2 separate regions of the Gossypium hirsutum genome follow, and region 2 is linked to region 1. The links are chromatin contacts, called in public Hi-C maps. All regions are on one chromosome and are shown on one strand. The core of a region is the stretch at or near the end of the contact, and the rest is flanking DNA. Distances in the headings are between cores, read along the strand shown. Region 1 holds the start of LOC107950767 (phosphatidylinositol 4-kinase gamma 2). Region 2 has its middle 15 kb from the start of LOC107950773.

Region 1 (5,601 bases), core at 1,701-4,200:
TCAAATTTTCTTTGTATGATCATATTTAAAAATATTTTCAAAAAAGATTACATAAAATAAGGGATGGCCAAAGTCATATTTTTAATTTAACTAGAATAAATATATTCAGTTTGATTCGAATTTCATATAACCTGACTCGATTCGAGAAGATTCCAAATCAAATTAAGATGATAAAATATGATTCGTCAACTCGATTAACTCAAAAAATTTTCATTCAATTCAATTTGGTCGAATACTCATTCCTACTTCCAATGCAATGAAATTCAAAGGCAATTCTTTTTCCAATTGAAACACACCTACTTTTGGTGCTATTTGGCACACTAGTTGCCAAAGTTTTGGATGCAGCTTAAGGGTGTGCAATAGATAGTTTCAATTGATTCGCTTCAAAAAAATTAGAAAATCGACTTAATCAAATTTTCCTTTTGTAAAAATTAAAATAAATTGAATATCTATAAAAAATTAAGGAAACCGATCAATCATTTATTTGATTGGTTAAATTATGAAATCCATCAAATTGACATTAATTTTTTTTTTTACAAAACAAAGATTAGATGAAGCAAAATCATTATACTAGTAGCTAAAATGACATCATGCAAAAGCTAAAAATTTAATAGTAGCTAAAACATTATAGAAATCTTAAAAAAAAAAAAACAGAGCATATCAAGACCAACACAAAGCTAAAACATAATACAAACCATCATCCTAGAACATAACAATAGCAATAGTTAAAATGCAATCCAGCTATGCTAAAACACAACTAATAGATCTTACTAACATCAACCCTAAAACAACATTAGTACTTCAATACAAACCAACTAACATCAATACTTTAAATACAAATCATAACAGTAGCTAAAATATAACAAAGTTTACTAAAATAAGTACTTCAAATACAAACCAACAATAAAATAACCCCATAGCTATAACTTCGCAAATCAAATACAATCCAAGCTACGTGAAATTCCAAATGCAAATCCAACGTGCGACCTCGAATTGAAGTGGGCGTGGAGCTTGCCATGTTAGATATTTTAAATTGCAAAAGAAAAGGTTTCTAGACATTGATACTGATTAAGCTTTCAATTCTCGATTTTACTGAAAAATGAGAAGGGCACAAACCGTGTTTTATAGTTGTAAATATGAAAGACCGTGGCTACTAAAATTGGTTGCTCAATTTAGACTTGAGTAGAGGTTAACGCATCTATTTATATTATTAAATTTTATTTTTAATTGATATATAATTATAATATTAATTTATGTGATAAATAATATAAAATAATAAACGTAATTTAATATGAATATAAATGCTAATTCAACCACTTGTTTTTGGTTAATATCACTATTTGTTGAATGGGATAATAAAATCAAGAAAGTTTAATTTTCACAATAATTAACATGTAATTGATTTTGTTTTTGGATAGTTATTTTAAAAAAATTTACTCTACAAACGGGTTAAAATTTCGCCTTGTGTCTTTAGATTTTTTTAAATCAAATATTTAAATTTGTATAGATATACTAATAGAATTAGAATTAGAATTATTTAAGTAAATAATTTATTTTTTTAAACAGGTAACTTATGTTTTCCATTTAAAGAATCAATATATGACAGAATTGTGGTTGTATCTTGTTATCCATACTTAGTGCCAGAGTTAGAAAATGTTTTCTAAATTGTATATTTTTACGATAATAAAAATGTAATTTCACTATTTTAATAGTCTACATTTTTATAATTTTTAAAAGATTAAATTAAAATTTTATTATTTGGGAGTGTAAAGTGCAATTTTACCATTACTAATTTAAAATTTTATAAATTATAAATAGCCTAAATGAAAAAAAATTTCATTTTAGGGGGGTTGGACCCTTGCCAGCCCCCTGACTCCACCACTGTCTATACTATTTATAAAGTCCTTTATTGAGTTGTGTTACCCATCAATCGAATCCTAATTCGGTTAGGGAAATTACTTTAATGTCACTTTGCATTTAATTTAAATTATATTATTTGAGGGTATTTTAGTTCTTTTATTTGAAAAAACAATAAAAAAATACATATGATGAGATTTGAACACATGCCAATTGGATTAGCAAAATTTTAAATTTACCAAAAAATTTTAACTAAAGTTTTATTTTAATATTTTTATACATTTTAATTTTATTATTGACACTTTGTTACCCCACCAATTATATATTAATAATGTTGTTGATTGAGATGATATTACAAATTAACTTAACACCAACTTAGGATTGATGACAACACCATGATAAATAATTGTATTTATTTAGTAATCTTAGTCTGATATATTCATGTGTTTAAATTTTATTTTACTTACAATTTAATCTAATTTTTTTATTTTAATATCATACATATATCATGTGTTATTATTAATTAGTTTCAAATAATACATTTTATTATTTATTGTATGTTATTTTTAAACGCAAATCTGTATTCTAAATACATGATTTTCATATACAATAGCATCAATTATTGATAAAAATAAAAATAAGAGTCACTTTATTTATAAATTGTATATGACAATAGATATTCATAATGTTACATGTAGGAGTTTTGTTTTTATTATTTTGGTATGAATTTTAGTTTAATTTAAATTTGAATATATTTAAATTTGTTTATGGTAATTATAAAATTATATTAATTGTAATCCAAACTTATAGATTCTCATTCATAGTTACTTGTATACAATTATAATAGTAATTTGAGGAGAAAATGATGAAATGTGTGTAGCCTATCCTATATTAACTTTATTAAATACAATCGGATTGAAGATAAGATTAAAAAGACGATTCTCAGTGGGTATTTCAGTAAACTCAACCGTCAACCTCCGCTCCTTCTCTGAACTTTAACCAAACGACCGTTACTGACACTAACCGTATTTAAAACAAAAATCTAAAATAATAATAACAAAAACAGGCCCCTTATAGTCGTTGGATCAAAGAGTGAAAGCTTTATAAAAGGCCAACCACTCCAGTCTCATTCCTCCTTTTTATCTCCTTTCTCAGTTTTACTTTGGACGACTACGATTTTTATTTTTATTTTGCATTGGAGCAGAGAAAATAGCTGATACAATCGCGCTAATCAGAAACGGAAACCACCATTTTCGGAAAAACATAAAAACAAAGATGGCGACTATTTTATATTAATCACGGTAGTTCGATCTCCCACTTCCATAGTTTTTACTTATTGTTTCCTTTCTTCATTAAAAAAAAAATCCCTCTCCTGCTGTCTCTCTTTGCAAATGTTTGGAAATTTCATCTTTTTGCCTAAAAAGTTTTATCTCTGTCCCTTTGACTGCAGATTGAACGGAAAATAAATAATTTTTTTCTTTTTTCCTAACTTTTGTTGTTGATTTCTTCATTCAAATGTTTTTCGGTTGAAACAAAAGAAGAACGACAAAAACCAGAAATGTCTGTTGTAGATGTTGCTTTGAGTCCGGTTCGTCGAGAAGCGGTTCACTCTTCTGGTTATTGCTATAACCAAGCGGGTGACTCGATCTTGATTTACCTTTCGGTTTCCGGTTCGGTGATTCCGATGCGGGTTTTAAAATCCGATTCGATAGCCTCCGTCAAGCTTCGGATCCAGACATGTAAAGGCTTTGTAGTGAAGAAACAGAGGCTTGTTTTCAAAGGCAGAGAATTGGCCCGCAACGATTCGCTTGTTAAAGACTACGGCTTGAAAGGTGGGAATTTTTTGCACCTAGTTCTAAAACTTTCCAATCTTTTGCTCATCGCTGTAAGAACAAGTTGCGGGAAAGAGTTTGAATTGCATGTTGATAGGTTTAGAAATGTTGGGTATTTGAAACAAAGGATAGTTAAACAAGGGAAAGGTTTCGTTGATGTTGATGAACAAGAAATCTTTTGTAATGGTGAAAAACTCGATGATCAAAAACTACTTGATGATTTATGTAAAGATAGTGATGCTGTGATTCATTTGATGGTTCAAAAATCAGCCAAAGTTCGAGCTAAGCCTGTTGAACCAGTTAGAGATTTCTGGTTTGAACCAGTTATTGTGAACCCCAAAGTGAAATTGCCTTTTTTTATGTTGGATATGATACATTCTACATTTGATGGGTTGGATATAGGGAACCAGCCAATTCGATCACCGGAAGGGACAGGAGGGGCTTACTTTATGCAAGATAAGTTGGGGGTTGATTATGTTTCAATCTTTAAACCGATCGATGAGGAGCCGATGGCAGTTAACAATCCACATGGAGTCCATGGATCATCAAATGGTGAAGGGTTGAAAAAGGGTACAAGAGTTGGAGGAGGAGCAGTGAGAGAAGTGGCTGCTTATATATTGGATCATCCCAAGAGTGGACCTCGGTCTTTGTCTGGTGAGATGTCGGGGTTTGCTGGTGTACCTCCTACTTGCATGGTTCAGTGCTTGCACAAAGGGTTTAACCATCCAAATGGGTATAAATGTGCACCTGAGAATGTTAAGGTTGGGTCCTTACAGATGTATATGAAGAATGCCGGGAGTGGTGAGGATGTAGGTCCAGGAGGTTTCCCTGTGGAGGAAGTGCACAAGCTCAGCGTGCTCGATATAAGAATGGCAAATGCCGACCGATACGCCGGTAATATCTTGATTGGTAAAGGGGAAAATGACCAAACTGTGCTTATTCCAATTGATCATGGCTACTGCTTGCCTGAGAATGTAAGTTTATATATAGCTATATCATTCTAGTAATGCATTACATCTTTGTTGTCCAACCCTTTTCTTTTTTTTTATCTATTTGCAGTTCCAGGATTGCACATTTGATTGGCTTTATTGGCCACAATCACGACAGCCTTACTCCAAAGAGACTATAGACTATATAAAATCACTGGAAGCTGAACAAGATGTTGCACTTCTGAGATTTTACGGGTGGGATGTTCCCGTTGAGTGCGCTCGCACGCTCTGTATCTCGACCATGCTTTTGAAAAAAGCAGTCGATCGGGGTCTTACCACTCCCTTTGCTATTGGAAGCATCATGTGCAGGGAAACTGTGAACAAGGAATCTGTGATTGAGCAAATTGTAGATGAAGCTCAAGATTTGTTGCTTCCAGGCATGAGTGAAGCTGCATTTATGGAGACTGTGTCTCAAGTCATGGATTCTTGGCTTGACAAGCTCACAAACTAAAGCTACCTATATGGTTTGTTCATGGTACATATTTGAATGTATTGAGTTAATGATGAGTCCATTTTTGTATGGACCACAAATTATGTCAATGTAGATAGCTTATCCCTCATAGGAGATTGAAGCTTTCCTTTATTTATTTATTTATTTTTTAAACTCTATCAACTTGTTACTTGATCCTGTATTAATATGTTGAACAGATTCAAAGATAATGAAATAATAGGTAGGCATTGATGATTGGGTTTGATGTAAAACTTGCATATATTGGGTTTTTTATGTGTAATTTGATGATTGTTTTGGACCATATATCGTTTCAGAAAGGTAACTAAAAATGGGCCAAGATCAGCCATATCCAACGTTCTCTTAAAATTTTACTCAACCCATATTAAAGGCAGGTCATGTCAAAGAGCCTTTCTATTTTCCCTTTCTGAAATATGGAAGTAATGGGTGAGGTTAAACATGACCATCGGGTTTT
Region 2 (5,601 bases), core at 2,063-4,562, 190 kb before region 1:
TGAACGGCGGGAATAAATCCCGAAACAGATTTTATTTAACTTTAATTTCTCGTTTAGAAATAAAATAAAAAATGAATAAAATCTGTTAAACGGCGGGAATAAATCCCGAAATAAAGTTTGTTAAACGGGTGGAATAAATCCTGAAACAGAATTATTTGATGAAGTCATCATTTGGAAACAAATCAATATCGAATAAAATCTAGTTAAACGGCGAGAATAAATCCCAAAACAGATTTTATTTAATTTTAATTTCTCGATTTGGCAACAAAATCAAAATGTAATAAAATCCGTTGAACGGCGGGAATAAATCTCAAAATAGATTTTATTTAATTTTAATTTCTCGTTTGGAAAAAAAATAAAAAAAAGGAATAAAATCCGTTGAACGGTGGGAATAAATCCCAAAATAAAGTCTGTTAAACAGCGGGAATAAATCCCGAAATAGAATTATTTGATTAAGTCTTCATTTGTAAACAAACCAATATCGAATAAAATCTTGTTAAATAGCGGGAATAAATCCCAAAACAGATTTTATTTAATTTGAAAACAAAATTAAAATCAAATCAAATATTGTTAAACGGCGAGAATAAAGCCGGAAATAGATTTATTTAATTTTAATTTCTCGTTTTGGAAACAAAATCAAATGTAATAAAATTCATTGAACGGCGGGAATAAATCCCGAAACAGATTTTATTTAACTTTAATTTCTCGTTTGGAAATAAAATAAAAAATGAATAAAATTTGTTGAACGGCTGGAATAAATCCCGAGACAGTTTTTATTTTAATTTTAATACTTGTTTTGGAAATAAAATCAAAATTGGAATAAAATCCGTTGAATGGCGGGAATAGATCCCGAAACAGATTTTATTGACTTTTAAAAAATATATTTTAAAATAGTTTTTTTCCTTTCGCCTTGGTGTCTCGTTCGTTGGACAAAACACGATTTCAAATAATGGTAAAATCTGTCTTAAGATTGTTGAACAAAACACGTTAGTGAACAAAATATATAAATATAAATAAATATTTATATATAAAATAAAATATAAATGAAATAATTTATGTTTCAATTGTCAAATACATAAACCAATAAAAATCGTAACAAAAAGGTTGAAATCGAAAATAAGAATAGAGATTTACTAAACGCTGAGGCCTATTTAACACAGTTTCCTTAAGACAGATTCTGCCGCTCCTACGGTACTTGGAAAAACGTTGGTTGAATGTCTCCCAGGATATAACAACACAATAGTCAAAGCAGTAGCACCTCTGCAACGATCAACGAACAGACGTTGCCTTTCTATCATCGGAACATTGGAAAATATGGAGAAGAAAAAAAGAGTTTTGAGAGCAAAAGAAATTCAGTGTGAGAGAGTATGAGGGTAGGAAAAATTCTAAAGAATTCATAGCCTTTTATAGGCATTTAGTATGGTGGAATTTTGGAAATATCCATAAAATCTTCCATTAAAGGAGCCAGCAAATCAATTAGATTAAAAAATAAATCAAATTGATTGGAATCAAATAAATAAGATAAATGTCCTTATATAAATAAATTATGTCTGCTAAGGAAAAAATAATTTCGTGTTGGGCTAAGTCATAGGCTCATTTTGAACTCGACAAATCCGAACATTTTGCATTACCCACGTTGTGCAGGTGCACCCCAACCCTCGCTGGGTTTGGACCTGCACTCCCCTACATGTGAAGCAAGATTCCAAGCTTAGTCATTGAATCACCTTTCAAGAGGGTTCCCATATATATATACACATCCCACACTTAGTATTTAACCAATTTGATATCTAAGCTTTTACTTTTCTCAACAAATATTTTTAAGTAGTTTACTTTGAGCATCAAATTCTCTTTAATCACTTAACCATTTTAAGCATATGATATACCGTTGTAAAGGTCTCATGGAATAAAATATAAAACCATAATTTTATGATTCATCTCTCCACCTTTACTTATTGAGAATATGCCTCAAAGTTTCCATAAAATACAATTTTTCTAACATGTAACTACCAAATGAAACACAATAAATATATTATTGGTTAAGGAAATGAAAAGAATCCAAACAAAGCACATACATGGCTTATACAGAAACAGGACTGGAAACTTATGCATCATAATACTAAAAAAATTTAGAATCTCCACCTTAACCATCAATATCAAAATACTCAATTTAATTGTTTGTCCATGAAAAGGGAAGTTTTATGTTTAAGGTGTTGGAATTAGGTTTAATATTCATAAACCATAATAGATTTGGTTTTTTTTTTTAATTTAGGACAGATAAGATAGCATCTTTCTTAATACACAATGCTAGACATTATTCATTGACATTTTTTTTATATAAAAAATCCATCCCGCAAAACTCTAAAGAGAGTATTAATCGAAATTTAAAATTATTTATTTATCATTTTAAGAAATATATATATGTCGATTTTGATTTTTCTTTTGTATCACTTTTAATTGGTACAGTAGTTGGTTAACACCTCATACTGTTCGCACATCAAATTCTTTTAGGGATAATATAATTTTTAGCCCTTGAACTTGATAATTAAGTCTATTTTGGTATTTATATTTTTTTATCTATTTTGGTATTTGAACTTGACATCTAAATTCATTTTGGTCCTTAAACTTCAAGTATATAAATATTTGATGACATGACACTCAAAGATTGTGCCGCATCATCACTTGAAAACTAAAAGAATTATATAAATTTTCAGATAAAGACATGATACAATCTTGGAGTGTCCCATACAGTATTCTAATAATCAGACCGATGATTAAACTAATTAGAAAACTGGTTTCAATTCAATCGGTTCAACTGTTAGACCAACAATAATTAGTTAAATAATTAAAATTCATAAAATTTAAAAATAAAAATTGATTAAACCGGTTCAACCTATTTTTTATGATCGATTTGCGCACTTTCGTCCCAATTTTTGATTTTCAATTCAATCGGTTCAACTGGCTCAACAATACTCACTTTTGTCCTAATTTTTTATTTTTACCGATTTCGAGTAGTTTTTGATTCAATCATTTTATTTGGACCAGTATACTAGTCGGTTCTCGATCCAATCGGTCCGGCCAACCAATCCAATCATGTTCCAAGAACAATGATGACATCAACAAATTTTGACAGAATCCAAATTTAAGGACCAAAATAGAACTAATTGCCAAGTTCAAGTACCAAACTGAACTAATTGCTAAGTTTTGGGGCCAAAGATTATATTATCCCATTGTATTATATCAAATAGCATGTGGTATAGGTGAGATAGGGAAAGAGAGTGGGCTACGTAATTTAATTTATTTTAAAGAAATTAAAAAAAGAGAAGACAAAGCATAATTGTTGGGATCCCAACAGTTCCCATGTGGATACTGGAGACCAAGTTTTTGATTGCTCCTTGCTCACCCTAGCATACATTTTATAAATAATAAAAGATAATGACATTGCTTGGATAGGCAATTAGAGGAAGTAAAAGAATTCAAGAATTTATTTGACCTTTTATTCACTATTAATATATTTTTGTTCAATTAAACAACTATCTTTAATGATGTCTATGTAAAAATAATAGTTTTTTTTTATAAAGAAAACTACCATCATACAAGAAATTATAATAATAATAATTAACTTGATTATCAAACTAATATTGAGGGGAAAAGTTGAGGAATGGTGAATGTGGGGTACCCTAACAAAAATTAAAGAAAGTAAAATAGATATAATTAGAGAGAATGAGGCACTTTGAGTTGGAATCCATGTGAAGACAATCATGGGGTTTAAGAAAATCATTTTCTTTTTAGTGGAGCCTAAGCCAATTTCATAGTGAGCATTTTTTATTTAATTTAATTTAATTAATTCAGGCTTCTCAAGAGGCGGATGGATAGATAAATACTGAGGGATTTTGGTCCTTCCCAAATAATATAGGTTTTGACTTCTTGGTTTTTTTTTTTACTAGATTAAAGGTTTTCCAACCGTTGGATTAGATAACTTAAGTCTAGTATAAATATTGATTTCATTTTTTTGTTTCTTTTGGCGACGGTAATGTCAAATTGCTCAAACTCTATTACTGGTTACATCCATCGATCCCTTAAACCAAAGGGGGTGTATTAAAGAAGCATATCCCCATTGATGGAGGTTTTGAGTAGTAACATCAATGAATATAAATAGACAGAAACAGAAAGATAATAGAAGAAAATTGAAAAATAAAAGAGGAGAAATGTATTTTTAATTTTTATTTAATAAGATTAAAAACCTATCTTTTACATAGAATTCACTATTTATAGGGAACTAAGATGAATAGGTAACTGTAGCAACGGGTTAACTGAATTAGTTTTACTAACCACCTTTACTAACCACCTTATCATGGCTTAATCCTACTATCATTCTTGTTCTCTCCTTCTACTAAAACAAATAGACATGCAGAGATTTCATCAGTAAAGGCAACACAAAGCTGTTGCCGCAAGTGAGTAAAGAAACTAGCTGACAGTGGCTTAGTCAGAATATCTGAAATCTGATGTGTAGCCGGAACATAGCGAACATCAACTTCGCCAGTAGCCACCTTTTCACAAACAAAACACAAGTCTAACTCCACCTGCTTCATCTGAGCATGTTGCATCAGATTGCTAGAGTGTGCAACGGCATTAGTGTTATCACACCAAATGACTGGAGGTTGAGCAACCAGCTGAATTCCCATCTCAGTCAACAATTATTCCAGCCAAGCTATTTCACACACAGTATTGGCAACACTTCGGAATTCAACTTCTATAGACGATTGTGACATAACACTTTGCTTCTTGGAACTCCATGCAACTAAGTTGTTACCAAGAAACATAAAGTACCCAGCTGTAGAACGATGATCATTAGTGTTGCTTCCTCAATCTGAGTCAGAGTAAGCTGTGATGTGTAAGAAGGGACAATGTCGAAATACAAGCCCATGATGTAGGGTACCTTTAAGATAACGAACAAACCGTTTTACCGTCTTCCACTACTTGTTAAGTAGACATTGTATGTAATGACTAACCTTATTAACACTATAAACAATATCAGGGCGTGTTAAGCAAATGTGTTTGAGAGTACCCACTATTTTCCGATAAAGAATTATGTCAAGAAACGGATCTCCATCATAAGCCATTAAAAGTGGTGTAGTAACCATCGGAGTTGGTAATAGTGTGGCATTATTCAATTTGAGTTTATGCAAAAGATCTAGAACATTTTTTTTTCTGACTGAGAACTAGACTATTAGATGTACGATGAACCTCCATGCCTAAAAAATAATTGAGTTTACTTAAATCCTTCAGTGAAAATCACTCATGCAGAGTTGAGATGATGGCATCAACGTTATGCAAACTGCCACTTGTGATAATGATATCATCAACATAAACTGCTAAATAAAGTTGACCAGCCTGCCCTAAATCCTTAATGAATAATGGGGAATCAGCCTTGGGAGCTTGAAACCTGAGAGACCCAACAAGAAACGAAGTCAGCTTCTCAAACCAAGCTCGTGGAGCTTGCTTGAGCCCATAGATTGACTTGTGTAGTCGACAGACCAGTGGAACACCACGCTCATCACACTACTCAAAACCCGGAGGTTGATCCATATATACTTCTTCGGT

What was found. Hi-C and Micro-C count contacts between places; a contact is called where the count stands out from the background.
Region 2: a contact with region 1 is called in a Hi-C map of leaf, with 2.1 times the contacts expected there. The contact joins the enhancer-like site here to the promoter of LOC107950767 in region 1. A contact is called at or near these places in 2 of 34 Hi-C or Micro-C datasets (callus and leaf).

Annotation. Positions count from the first base shown.
Region 1 is chrD03:34,233,782-34,239,382 of Gossypium_hirsutum_v2.1, reverse strand. It overlaps LOC107950767 (phosphatidylinositol 4-kinase gamma 2), which reads left to right and starts at 2,950. Exons shown (of 2, transcript XM_016885723.2): 1 at 2,950-4,663; 2 at 4,749-5,380. The coding sequence starts at 3,416. The coding sequence ends at 5,129.
Region 2 is chrD03:34,427,687-34,433,287 of Gossypium_hirsutum_v2.1, reverse strand. No RefSeq gene overlaps it. Among protein-coding and RNA genes, the nearest start is that of LOC107950773, 15 kb to the left of the region's middle. Within about 2 kb of position 3,312, at least 3 of the 9 cell types and tissues checked have an H3K27ac peak or open chromatin away from gene starts, as enhancers often do. A contact at or near this core is called in leaf, where this site is marked.